Regions from separate parts of the Mus musculus genome. Here all the other regions are linked to region 1. A link is a contact called in public ChIA-PET and promoter capture Hi-C data. All regions are on one chromosome and are shown on one strand. The core of a region is the stretch at or near the end of the contact, and the rest is flanking DNA. Distances in the headings are between cores, read along the strand shown. Region 1 holds the start of Azi2 (5-azacytidine induced gene 2). Region 2 holds the start of Mlh1 (mutL homolog 1). Region 3 holds the start of Fyco1 (FYVE and coiled-coil domain containing 1).

What was found. Promoter capture Hi-C pulls out the DNA fragments that hold promoters and counts their contacts. ChIA-PET counts read pairs in DNA pulled down with a chosen protein or histone mark.
Region 2: a promoter capture Hi-C map of pre-B cells shows a contact between it and region 1, with 2.6 times the contacts expected there. The contact joins the promoter of Mlh1 here to the promoter of Azi2 in region 1. A contact is called at or near these places in 1 of 39 promoter capture datasets (pre-B cells) and 1 of 484 Hi-C or Micro-C datasets (rod photoreceptor).
Region 3: a contact with region 1 is called in a Ronin ChIA-PET map of embryonic stem cells, with 16 read pairs. The contact joins the promoter of Fyco1 here to the promoter of Azi2 in region 1. A contact is called at or near these places in 1 of 39 promoter capture datasets (cranial neural crest), 2 of 484 Hi-C or Micro-C datasets (both in liver) and 1 of 115 datasets of contacts at active chromatin or transcription factors (embryonic stem cells).

The regions. Positions count from the first base shown.
Region 1 is chr9:118,038,053-118,042,236 of GRCm38.p6, forward strand. It overlaps Azi2 (5-azacytidine induced gene 2), which reads left to right and starts at 2,470. Exons shown (of 8, transcript NM_013727.4): 1 at 2,470-2,906. It overlaps Zcwpw2 (zinc finger, CW type with PWWP domain 2), which reads right to left and starts at 2,807. Exons shown (of 9, transcript NM_001378466.1): 1 at 2,167-2,807.
Region 2 is chr9:111,269,134-111,273,317 of GRCm38.p6, forward strand. Mlh1 (mutL homolog 1) reads right to left here and starts at 2,475. Exons shown (of 19, transcript NM_026810.2): 1 at 2,276-2,475. The coding sequence starts at 2,391. It overlaps Epm2aip1 (EPM2A (laforin) interacting protein 1), which reads left to right and starts at 2,712. Exons shown (of 1, transcript NM_175266.4): 1 at 2,712-4,184. The coding sequence starts at 2,828.
Region 3 is chr9:123,849,895-123,854,078 of GRCm38.p6, forward strand. It overlaps Fyco1 (FYVE and coiled-coil domain containing 1), which reads right to left and starts at 2,005. Exons shown (of 18, transcript NM_001110253.2): 1 at 1,887-2,005. It overlaps Xcr1 (chemokine (C motif) receptor 1), which reads right to left. Exons shown (of 2, transcript NM_011798.4): 2 at 2,421-4,184. It overlaps Gm51700 (a long non-coding RNA gene), which reads left to right. Exons shown (of 2, transcript XR_003948283.1): 1 at 1-1,107; 2 at 1,337-2,069.

The sequences.
Region 1 (4,184 bases), core at 1,220-3,719:
TAATCAGACACCTGCGGTCAGACACCTATCTCCAAGCCTTTTCCCACCTTCACCCACTGTACCCTGAGCCAAAATAAACTCTTCATTCCTTAAATTACTTTTGTCAAGGTTTTTGGTTTGGTTTGGTTTGGTTTTTGCTATAGCAATGATAAAGCTAACTTATACATCAAGTTTTGTTATGTACCAAGTTTTCTACTTTTGGCAGTATTTTAAAACTGTTTTAGTAGTAGATATTTTTTTATTAAAAACATCCACTTCCTGCCAGGCAGTGGTGGCGCACACCTTTAATCTCAGCACTTGGGAGGCAGAGGCAGGTGGATTTCTGAGTTCGAGGTCAGCCTGGTCTACAGAGTGAGTTCCAGGACAGCCAGGGCTACACAGAGAAACCATGTCTCAAAAAAAAAAACAAAAAAGAAGAAGAAGAAGAACAGGAGGAGGAGGAGGAGGAAGAAGAGGAGGAAGAGGAAGAGGAAGAGGAAGAGGAAGAAGAAGAAGAAGAAGAAGAAGAAGAAGAAGAAGAAGAAGAAGAAGAAGAAGAAAGAAAGAAAGAAAGAAAAAAGAACAAACAAACAAACAAAAAAAACCCATCCCCTCCCTAAAGAACTTAGCCTGTACACATGACATGTAGAGAAAATGCCTCTAAAACAACGCTAATTAAATGCCATTGAAGATGGTATTAACATGAAAAAACTCTGCTATTACAACTCAGCAATTCTGACACTTTAATTATGTTAAGGATACAGTACTTACAACATAGAATAAACTACAGAAAAATGATTTATAGAGTGGTATGGTGAAATTTCAGTATACAATTTAAATCTACAAACTCACTTAAAACTTTATTCCTCTAAAAATATGTTGTTATTGTTTCACTACAGTATTCTTCAGATACCACACTTTAAAAAAATAAAGTTGGGCTAGAGAGAGGCTCAGTGGTTAAGGGCACTGCCTGCTCTTCTAAAGGACCTAGGTTCAATTCTCACCACCTACATGGAGGCTCAAAACTTCTGTCAACTCTTGATCCAGGGAATACAACTCTTCTGGCTGTCATGGGCACTGCATGCACATGCACATGCACACACACACACACACACACACACACATGCCAGCAAAGCATAACACACATTAAAAACAATGAAAAACAAAAAGGTTTTCATTGCTCAAACAAGGTATTATCAAAATAATACCTGTACTAACCCTAAAAATAAATATTTGCCCCTAAGAGAGCTGAGCCATAGTCGTAACTTATATCAAGGTCCATATTTTTTGATTGTTCAAAACCAAATATACTCCAGTGAAAAAATTATCTACCCATAGGCAAAAACTATATACTCAAAAACCTTCCACAGAACACTGACAGAATTTAAGTTTTCAGTTGACAAAATAATATAGTGCCAAGAAACATGAGCGTTCTTAGTTGTCAATAAATAAATATTAACTATAACTATGACTCTCACATTACTTAACCAGAAATAATCTAGAACTTGTGCTCCTTTTTCTGTCTGTGACCCCCTAAGATTGCAATTAATTTGTCTATGCCTCACCATACAGTTCAATGTTCTAGCATGCACAAGGCTTCGGGTTCAACCTCCAGCACCGCATTGCTTGGTAATGTATAAACCCAAAACCTTGGAGTCAGAAGCAGGAGGTCAGAGAAAAAAAAATTCAAGACTTTGAGGGTAGCCTGGGCTACTTGAGGCCCTGCCGCAAATTTAAAATTAAAAAACAAACGTACAAAAATATGAAGATTTAACAAACTACAGACAGAGAGAATTATAGATGACTAAAATTCTTCACCCGGTGGTGGAAACAAGTGTGTTTGTGGCCATTCTGGGATGCATAAGACTCTGCCTCAAAAAACAAACAAACAAACAAACAAACAAACCCGGAGGATTATCACCTAGAAATAACCGAGAGAGGAGACAACTCTAAGAGCCAGAACAAGTCAAGAGTTGGCCATGGGCTCCTTTTCTCCTGCTACACAGAAGAGCATCCCGGAACCCCCATGAAGTCAGTGAGCGACCTTGCTTCAAAAGATACCCAAGGAGACCGCCACGCGACCCGAAACACGGGGCCTGCGTGGATTCCAGGGGCCCCAGACACGCATCAGCTCTCGGGTTAGCACCACGGTGACAGGCGCCTCTGAGCTGAGCAGCACGGACCCACCTCACGGAATCCCAGTTGCCGCTGAGTGGAAAGGACGCGCTAGAGGGCGCCCTGAACGCGCGCCTCAGCCCAACAGCAGCCAGCCTGCGACGCTGTCTCAGCTCCACTCCGCCTCCCCGCGGCTGGGCGCGACACCTCACCCGCCGCGGGGACCACTGGGACTGGTAGTACGTACGCCCCGCCGCGGAGGCTCACGGGACTCGTAGTGCGCCTCTGCCCTACCGCAGAGGCTCATGGGACCTGTAGTACGCCCCGCCCCGCTAGAGCGCCACTTAGCGGCACCCTATATAGTCTTCAGGTCCGGCTTCCGGTTTCGTCGCGCTGCGCTGGCACCCAGCCTGTGCGCAGCGGCGACACCTTTGTGGGCGGCGGGGCGTTCGTAGACCCTTCTAGAACCCTCTAGGCCTCGCCGCCCCTGAGCGGGGCAGCGGGCGCCGGCGACCCCGGAGTTGACGCGCGTGCTGCTGGGTAACGGGCCTGTTCCGGCGGCCCCGGGCCGCCCCTGCTCGGTTCCTCTGTGACCTCCAGGGCCCCTGACTGCGGGAGCCGCGGCGGAAGACATGGGACTCCCTCGGTGCACCTGTGACGGCCACCTTGACGGGGGAAGCGGTGGCGTCTTCGAGGAAACCGGAAGCCCGTGGTGACCCCTGGCGACCCGGTTTGTTTTCAGCCGGCTTCCAAACACTGGGGAAGCGAAACCCGGTGGCCTTGGGGACCGCCCTACGTAGCCAGGGTTCAGGGTGAGTGGATCGCTCGCGCTCGCCCGGACGGTGGAGACAGCCAGGAGGGGCCTGGTGGCTGTCGCCTGGCCAGACGCACTTCGCTTTCTGTCCCCGGCGCCCTTCTGCTGTTCAGAGCGGCCCAGTCTAGCATCCCTGGTCCCTGCCATCCCACAGCCCCGCTTCCACGGGCTTTTTTTTTTTTTTTTTTTTTTTTTTTTTGCCTTCCCGCTCGGGGATTGCTCAAGTTCGGTCCGTGCTCTTGACTCGCTGGGAACGCTTTCAGTTTTATTTCCTGCACTGGGGTGGCATTTATATCGGAGAGGGAAAGAGGGACGTGGGTAGTGCCGGTGGCGTCTGGGAGTGACCATCAGTCTAACTTGCATGTTTCAGTCCCGTTTTCCGGCTGGGTTGCAAGGCAGGCTAACAGTGGTCCTCCTCGCAAGGAACTCGGAATACTCAGAAAGAGAGATAAAATACCCATGGAAGCTACTAGAAATCAGAAATACCATGTGATGATCAAAAACATTGACATACTGAGACTGAAATTGACCTCTAATCCTTAAGTACAGAAGAGCCACCCCACCCCCGTTTGAATTTTAAGTTGGATTGAACAAAATCTTAAAACAGTTTCATTTCTAGTTCTCAAAAAATGTTCTCCTTACCCTGTCTGTAGTGATCACTCCATCGTCTTAAATGGAAAACAATTGGAATTATTCGCTGAATGGCTACAGAGTGTTGAATGCTCTAGGTTTGTAAATGGACGTTTTCATGTAAATGCGAGAGATTCATTGATGTCTAAAAGGCAGCTTGCTGTCGTGGGAATGCCAGTGGATTAGATGGATAGCCCAGATGTGTAAGCATCGAGTTTTCCACTTCCTCTCTTGAGGAGAAGGCTGCTTACTCTGACTTTCTCCTTCCCCCTTTTCTGAAGTCCAGGGCTTGCTTACCCTCCAAGGCACCCAGTTATAATTTCTAAGAGCTAGGCTGGCTCTGAAGTTGACAACTTAATTTGTATGTTTAATTACTTCATCTGTAAATTGAAGAGTGCTTACCCATCTTAGTGCTTTTTTACATTGATTTAATGAATTCTTAAGAACAAGTCAGGGGGTGGTAGCACATGCTTTTTTAATAATCCCAGCACTGGGGAGTCTTGAGTTGCAGTCTAGCCAGTGCTACAAAGTGAGACATCTTCAAGAAAAAAAAAAGGGGGGGGGGGGGGAGCACAGTTTCTAGCATATAAGTGCCTCTAGCAGAAGTGCTTCGGTAATGGTACCAGAGCATGCCATGCTTACTGAG
Region 2 (4,184 bases), core at 1,225-3,724, 6.8 Mb before region 1:
TGATGCACATACTGTGATATCAACCACTGTGATGCACATACTGTGATATCAACCACTCTGATGAACATACTGTGATATCAACCACTCTGATGCACATACTGTAATATCATCTACTCTGATGCACATATTGTAATATCAACTACTCTGATGCATATACTGTAACATCAAATTTCAAACAAACACAGTGTTTGACTTGCATGCTTTCTCTGTCTTACAAGCTCAATGTGGGTACTGTATGAATGTACACCCTGCGTAAGTGGCAAGGACAGAGCACATTTCTGTCCCTGTAGGGCAGTCCTTTCAGCACAAGTGTCTCTTACTCTCATTTCAACTACGTTTACTGTTATAACAACTCTAATCAGTCTCTGGTTTCTAAGTGACTCTAATAAACATCATTTAAAAATGCAGTTTTCCTCAACACATTCATGATGAAGCAAAGAAAAACTGCCATGCAGAAATTTCTTTAAGAGACTTAAGGAGCTGGAACCTGGAGAGATGGCTTAGCCATTAAGAGTCCTGGCTGCTCTTCCAGAGTTCATTCCTAGCATCCACATGGTAGCTGTAGCTCCAGCTACAGAGGACCTGACTCCCTCTCTGGTCTCTGAGAGCAATCGATGTACATGGTGCAGAGACATACATGCAGGTAAAACATCCCCACAAATAAAATGAAAATTTAAAATGAAAGAAGATGCTAATAGGGACTACAAAATGTCTGAGTGGGCGAAAGCACCTGGCACCAACCAAGGACCTGAGTTCAATCCCTGGGACCCACATGATGGAAGGAGAGAATCAAAGTTGTCCTCTGACCTTCACAAGTGTGTTGTACACACAATCCCTATCACACAAATAAGTAAACAAAATAAACTAAATTAAAAAGAGGAAAATATCTTTAAAAGAATGAAACTCTTGTATTTTCAGAGCAGCCTATGCTCATAGAATATCTACCACAGGAAACAAATTTGACCTGGGGCTACATGAAAAATGGAAGCTTTCAACTCCTCTCAGGAAAATGCCTTTTTTAAAAACAAGAAGCCAGTAAGTTACTTAAGTAATAAACTTTTCTTAGCACCTCTGTATCAAAAACCTCGACTTAAATATTTAAGTAGGATCTGTGCATAATCTCTGCTTGCATGCGTTGCTATGCTACTTTTAAGCTTAGTTTTTTATTGTAGGTGATTCAGGCATAGTACAATTAAGTGAACAAGTTCTCCAGGTCATCCTAACACAGTAAAAGCAAAACCTATCCTAGGGCAGCCTATTGACACCAAATCAAATGTCCGAGGGCTCCCTGCTCCTTCCTCTGGTTATCTCTTCAGTTTCCTTTCCTCCCTGTGGCAGTGGTTCTCAACCTTCTTAAAACTGGGACCCATTGTTACATTGTGGTGACTCTTAACTATAAAATTATTTTGTTGCTACTTCATAACTGCAATTTTGCTATTGCTCTGAATTGTAATGTAAATATCAGAATTTCACGATGGTCTTAGGTGACTCCTGCATAAAGGTCTTTGGACCCCAAAGAGGGCCTGAGGTCATTTATCTCAGTGTCATCGTTCTGAATGCTTTGTCTTTTCAGTGCACTTCTGAACATTTGTCTTCTTTGGCTTTCACAACCATCAACTGATATTAACACAAAGTCCTTATGTACACAGTGTCCTTTTTGAACTTATTTGGTGGTGTGTCTACTTTGGGGTATACTATTCACTGTGCCTATTAAAGGTTAAACAGTACACGTTTAACTTCTCCCCTCCACAACCTGACGGGTCTAAGTCTCAGATGCAGGTCTAAGTCTCAGACTAGGGTCACTCACTAATTTGACAAGAGGAGAGTCAGAAAAAAAGCCCCATGTCCTGATACGTCTGAATAAAACTCAGAAGAAACTGTGCCTTGGATGTGTAGGGATTATTCCGGGAATGAATGATAAACCTAAAATGGCACACTCTGAAGACTGTTTCTCTTCCACCCTTACACATTCACACATCGTCAGCCGCGCATCTTCGTTGTATGTAACGTGGCGGCGAGCCGCATACTCCAGGAAGATACCATTAAACCAATACCACGCGTGCTTCCCCTACTTGCGACCCAAACAGGTCTCGCGCAAGTCGTGAGGACCTTCGGCCGTGTGCATAATGGGAAACCAGCCTGGCACGCGCAGGGTCCCTGTGCCCGATGCCCCCACGGTCCCCGTGCTCGGTGCCCCGCACGGTGGCCGACTGCAGCAGGTGGGTCGGCCCGCCCCGGCTCTCAGTCGGGGAACTCGGCTCCGCTCCCTCCGTACCAGTTTTCTATCATCTCTTTGATAGCATTGGCCGGCCGCTGAATGACTTCCCCCGCCGCTATGCGGTTCACTACCGTCTCGTCCAGACGCCGAATAACTCCTGCTACAAACGCCATATTGGCGCCCGAGTTCCCAGTCAGCCAATCACTCGAGCTCCTCACGCTCAAGTTCTTCCTTCAGCTTCGGCCGACTGCAGTCCTGCGCCGTCTTCCCAGCGGCAAGTGCTGATTGGGCAGCATGAATGCCAGTCAAGCGCTTTTACACGTCAGTTCCTGGGATCTCTGTCCCGCTCTAAACAGCGGCCCGACACCAGGCTAGAAGGCAACGCGCTTGCGCGTCAAAGTTCACGGTCCGCTCTTCCTATTGGCTCATTTCTGAGAGCTGAGGGAATACGAAATCTCCAGCCAATAGGAACGGAGGTGCCCTGGCGGAGGCTGGTGCACCCCTGCTCGGGTGATCTGGCGCAGAACCCAGGGGGTGCTTGGCGTTCGTCGGGCTCCTCCCCGTTTGCTGCGGCCTCAGAGCTCGGCGTTCTCCTGTGGCCTCCGCAGAATGTGGATGACGCCCAAGAGGATTAGGATGGAAGTCGACGAGGCTCTGGTGTTCCGGCCCGAGTGGACCCAGCGATACCTGGTGGTGGAGCCTGCGGAGGGTGACGGGGCCCTGTGCCTGGTGTGTCGCCGCCTGGTCGCCTCTACTCGGGAACGCGACGTGAGGCGCCACTACGAGGCCGAGCACGAATTCTACGAGCGGTTTGTAGGGGACGAGGAACGCGCGGCCCTGGTCGAGCGTCTGCGGCAGGGTGACATGTCTTTGGCCGCCGTGCTCACTCCGGAGGAGAGAGCGACCCGGGCAGGCCTCGGCCTCTGCCGCTTCTTGGCCTTGAAGGGTCGCGGCTGGGGTGAGGGTGACTTCGTACACCAGTGCATGGAGGTGTTGCTGAGAGAGGTGCTGCCGGATCACGTCGGCGTCCTGGAAGGCATTGACTTGTCTCCAGAGATCACACGGCAGAGGATTCTGAGCATTGACAGCAACCTCCGCAGCCAGCTGTTTAACCGAGCCAGGGACTTTAAGGCCTATTCCCTTGCTTTGGATGACCAGGCTTTTGTGGCCTATGAGAACTACCTGCTGGTCTTCATCCGTGGCGTCGGCCGCGACCTGGAGGTGCAAGAAGATCTTCTGACGATTATCAACCTGACTCATCACTTCAGTGTTGGGGCTCTCATGTCGGCAATTCTGGAAGCCCTGCAGACAGCAGGGCTCAGCTTACAGCGAATGGTTGGACTGACCACGACCCACACTTTAAGGATGATCGGCGAGAACTCCGGACTGGTCTCCTACATGAGAGAGAAGGCCGTGAGTCCCAACTGTTGGAACGTAATCCACTATTCGGGATTTCTTCACTTGGAACTGTTGAGTTCTTATGATGTTGATATTAATCAGATCATAAATACCATATCTGAATGGGTAGTTATGATTAAGACCAGAGGTGTTAGGCGACCGGAGTTTCAGCCTCTACTAACTGAGTCTGAGTCAGAGCATGGTGAAAGAGTTAACGGACGGTGTTTGAACAACTGGCTGAGAAGAGGCAAAACGTTAAAACTAATATTTTCACTAAGAAAAGAAATCGAGGCGTTCTTGGTCTCAGTGGGGGCAACAACAGTTCATTTCTCAGACAAGCAGTGGCTTTGTGATTTTGGTTTCTTGGTAGATATTATGGACTATCTTCGAGAGATCAGTGAAGAACTGCAGATCAGTAAAGTCTTTGCTGCTGCTGCCTTTGAACGCATCTGCACCTTTGAGGGTAAGCTGAGTTCACTTCAGAGACATATGGAGGAAGTAAATCTAACAGACTTTCCTGCCTTCAGTATAATCGTTGATGAACTTAAACAGCAGTTTAAGGAAGATC
Region 3 (4,184 bases), core at 755-3,254, 5.8 Mb after region 1:
TTTAGTGATACATCAAAAAGTAACTAGAAAGCAGTGTTTTTCCATGTCTAAGCTCACAGAAACACCCCAGTTTCTACCCCACAATAACTTCAAATTAAGGTTCAAATGCTGTTAGAGAGAAGCAGGAACACAAAGTCACTCAGATGTCAACATGGTCACAAACAACTGGCCTCTGCTTACAGGTACCTCTAAGGTTAAAAACCTTAGTTATAACCCTTTCTGCTGCCTGGGAGATGCTTGTAGTGAATGTGGCCTCTAACTCTTGGGTTCCCAGTGGTTCCTGGCATGAGATCATAGGTAGTCAACACACTTCCTCTAGCTCACACTGCTACACCAGTCTTGAGTTTTATCTTGTTTTTGGAATCTCCAGAAATCAGAGGTGACCTGTCAGCTAACCATTCCCTGCAAAGGGAAGCTAGGACTAAGGACTGACACTTCTTGAGTACTCTGTGTTCTGGAGGCAGCAGGCCTCCAGCCTCAAGGACTAACATAAAACAAGACCACCAGATGTTTGTTATTGATGATTTTGCTATTACAAGTGGTGTCTTTTATCTCACTTCAAAGGACTGGGCTAAACACTTGGCACTTAGCCATGCTGGCTAAGGGGCAAAGGAACCTGAGACCATTTCCAAGTTCTAAACCAATTACAAAAATAAAGTAAAATATTAAGAACACACACACACACACACACACACACACACACACACGGTACTGCAGGACTCTGTATACGTTATCTATTTTCTTAATAAAATAAACAATTTTCAAGAAGTGATACACAAATATGAACATTAAACAAACAGATAAATTCTGTCTCCTAAAGCTATAGTTTTTTTTGTTTTTGTTTTTGTTTTTTTCAGATCCTTTTAGGTAAAGGAGGCTGACAGTCAGCCCTGGGCTGATTTCCAGGATAACAATCCTGGCCCATAATCAGTATTCTGCATTTCAACACAGCAGAACTGGTTGTCATAGACCGAGAGTGTCGGGGCAGCCAGGAGGTTGCAAAACTAAAAGTAGAAACCCACAGCTCCCTTCCCCCAACCCAGCAACAGCAGCAAGCAGATGGCAGAGGAATTAACCTGCTTCAGACCACCATTGCTGAGAGAGGCTGTAAGTAGATTAAGTCCTGAGCCTCTGCCCCATTTCTGTCTGGAAAGGAAACCACCTGTGTTAAGTCAAACAATCATAGGGACAGAAAGAAACAAGTGCTGTTTTTTCTGCAGGAGACAGCCCAGCCGTGGGAACTTTGCAGAGTGACACAGAGAATCATAGCATTAATAGGAAGCTACTTGACTTGGCTTAAGTGTCAACTACATGTTCTCTTCTTTTATGCAAATAGGATGTCGCTCCGCCCTGCCCCCCATCCGCAGCCCAAGCCTGGGTGCCAACAGGACAAGCTACCACACCAGATACATTCAGTCGTCCTACAGGTGTTTCCAGAAACTTGACCGCAGAGCCCCCTTGAACTATCTGAGCATAAGGGCAGCGGGTCAGGTCAGCGAAGATACAAAAGGAACAAACTGTGTCTCCTGGACCGAAGGGGCGTCAGGAGTCCTGCAGAGAGGAGGGTTTGGCTTTCTGGGGATCAAGTCCCAGTGCCCGCGAGAACTTCGGGGTTTGGCTGCTGTGCCAGGGGTTCGGGGAGAGCTGCCGAAGCTCCGCCTCACAGGGCGGCCCCCTTCTGCCGGCTCCGATCTTGGAACAGTGTTGAGGGTCTTTCTACGACCCCGCAGACAGCCTGCGTATTGGAGCTAACCTCTCTGGAGAGAGGGTTCTCCCGAGGCGCCCTGTGTGGGAGGGGACGACCCACGCCCCCACGAAGCTTCCGCGCCGACGTCCAGAAAGGCCCCAGTGTCCCCGATGCCTGTCCGGGCGCCTGCGGCACTTACACGCTCGTGGGTCCTCCGCTGGGCAGAAACGAAACTTTCTAGGGCCGAGCGGAAGAGTAGGCGAGCACAGAGCCGACTGCCATGAAGCGCCCAGTAGCCCCAGAGCGCGCGCGGACTACAACTCCCGGCATGCCTCACGGATGGCCTACAACTCCCGGCATGCTTCACGGATGGCCTACAACTCCCGGCATGCTTCACGGATGGCCTACAACTCCCGGCATGCTTCACGGATGGCCTACAACTCCCGGCATGCTTCACGGATGGCCTACAACTCCCATCGGGTGCAACTGGACGGTGGACGCTAACTACGACTCCCGGCATGTCTCACGGCAGACGTCACTTCCTGAAACTCGAACAAGCTTCGGATACCCGGAAGTCGTGTGTAGAATCCTGAACGAGTGCTGTTTACTGTTGTTAAGCTCATGCATTGTGACCGATTGGCTTTGAACTGTGCATGAGCTGTAAATATAAAATAATGTGCCCGATTCCGAAACCCCCCAAACAATCTGAGAATAATCTCATTAGTATTTTTGTACTATTACGTTTTATTTATGAAGCTAAAAAAAAATGAACTTAGTATGTACTGCTGGACCTAAGTTCTCAGTTTTTGTTTCCCCCTCATTAACAGACACTTAAAAAACAGTGTTTGAAAATATGTGCTAAAGAACTACCATGCTTAGCTTCCTCAGTCCCGTGTTTGCTTGTTGCTGAGTTGCAAAGCACCCTGAAGCCTGGTGCAATAGAACACTGCATTCCAAGTCCAGTATGGATGAACATGCTAAAGACAGGGGACAGTACATAGGAATGTCAGCCCATGATTAGGTTCGCTTCTTAGCTCTGGCTGGCTCCTCACACTGCCTTATTTTCATCATGTTAGCTAGAAATGCTTGTGTACCTTACAGGACTTAGCTAATAGTGGCATCTGCCAGACTTCAGCATTCCAGGTTCTCAGGATAAATTCATACAGGAAGGAAAAGAAATCTTTTAAGTTAATTTCATATTTTATACTGGAGGTATATGAGACAACATATTAACTTGATGGAGTTGTCAGTTTGTGGATGAGGATAAAAAAAACCTCACGAAGAGAAATGATTCCCCTTTCTGTTAACAAAGGAAAACAAAAAAAAGGGAAGAAGTGGGAGGAAATGACATCAGAAATAAAGATTTATCAATAGAGTGAACTAAGAAAAACTTGCTCTGACTACAGCCTGAACAGCTTTGGGATGTTAAGATTGAGAGTGTGAGGCATGTGGAAGACAACCTTGTGAAGGAATATGTGGGGTGGAGAGCACTGTGCCACAGAGTCCTGATCTGCTGTACATGGTGTCAGATCTAAGATGGCTCCCGGGACACCAGTGAGACAGCAAAAAGGAACTAAGGTCAAGACAGTGGCTGCTTCTGAGTCTTCACAAAAGTCCCTACAGGTGACAATGCTCGCCACACCCCTTCTCTCTGAGTTACCTCATCAGTCACAGCTTTTATTGGGATATGGTGAGATGTAGTAAGTTATGCTTGGCCAAGGATTTAGGGGCTTGGGATTGGCTCAAATACTGTATATAAGCTTATGTGCTTGGCAATAAATGCAGATCTGCACACTGATACTGATCTCTGGAGCTTTATTTACCAGGAGTTGTCACGTGACTCTGTCGCCTCTAAATGCCCATCCTCAGTCCTGTTCCCACAAAAGGGATTTCAAACACCCTTGTTTGAAACTTAGATCCCAAATAAATTTACAGAGAAGAGGAAGACAGGTCTCAAGCAATCATGGGTTATTTAAGGGCAATGATGTATTTTGAGAATTTCATAGACAATTCATCTGGAGTATAGTTAGATAAATTAAGATGACTATGACATCACTAGATGATTTAGTCTTAAGGGAGCACAGTGATATGTGGTCCAACATTGACCAAAATATTGTGCAGTAGATTATTGTATATATTAAAAACCTAATATGTCATACCCTAACCAAAAGCCTATATAATGTTATGTTTAAAACTCAACACAGCTCTGTGCTATAGGTAGGGTTCATTTCTGAACTTCAAAGATGAAATTGAGGCTTTTAGAAGAAAAGGAATTTCAAGCCCACCTGGCTAATGGGCAGAGATATAAACTAGGATGAAGTGTAAGGTGCCCGAGGGATCTCTAACCGACACATTGTAAGATATATGAAATGTTCATCTTCGTGTACAAAGGAAAGGAGGCCAGAAGAGGGCAATGGATTCCCTTGGAACTGCAGTTAAAATGGTTGGGAGATACCATGTGGGCTTTGGGAACTGAATTTAGGCCCTCTGGAGGAGT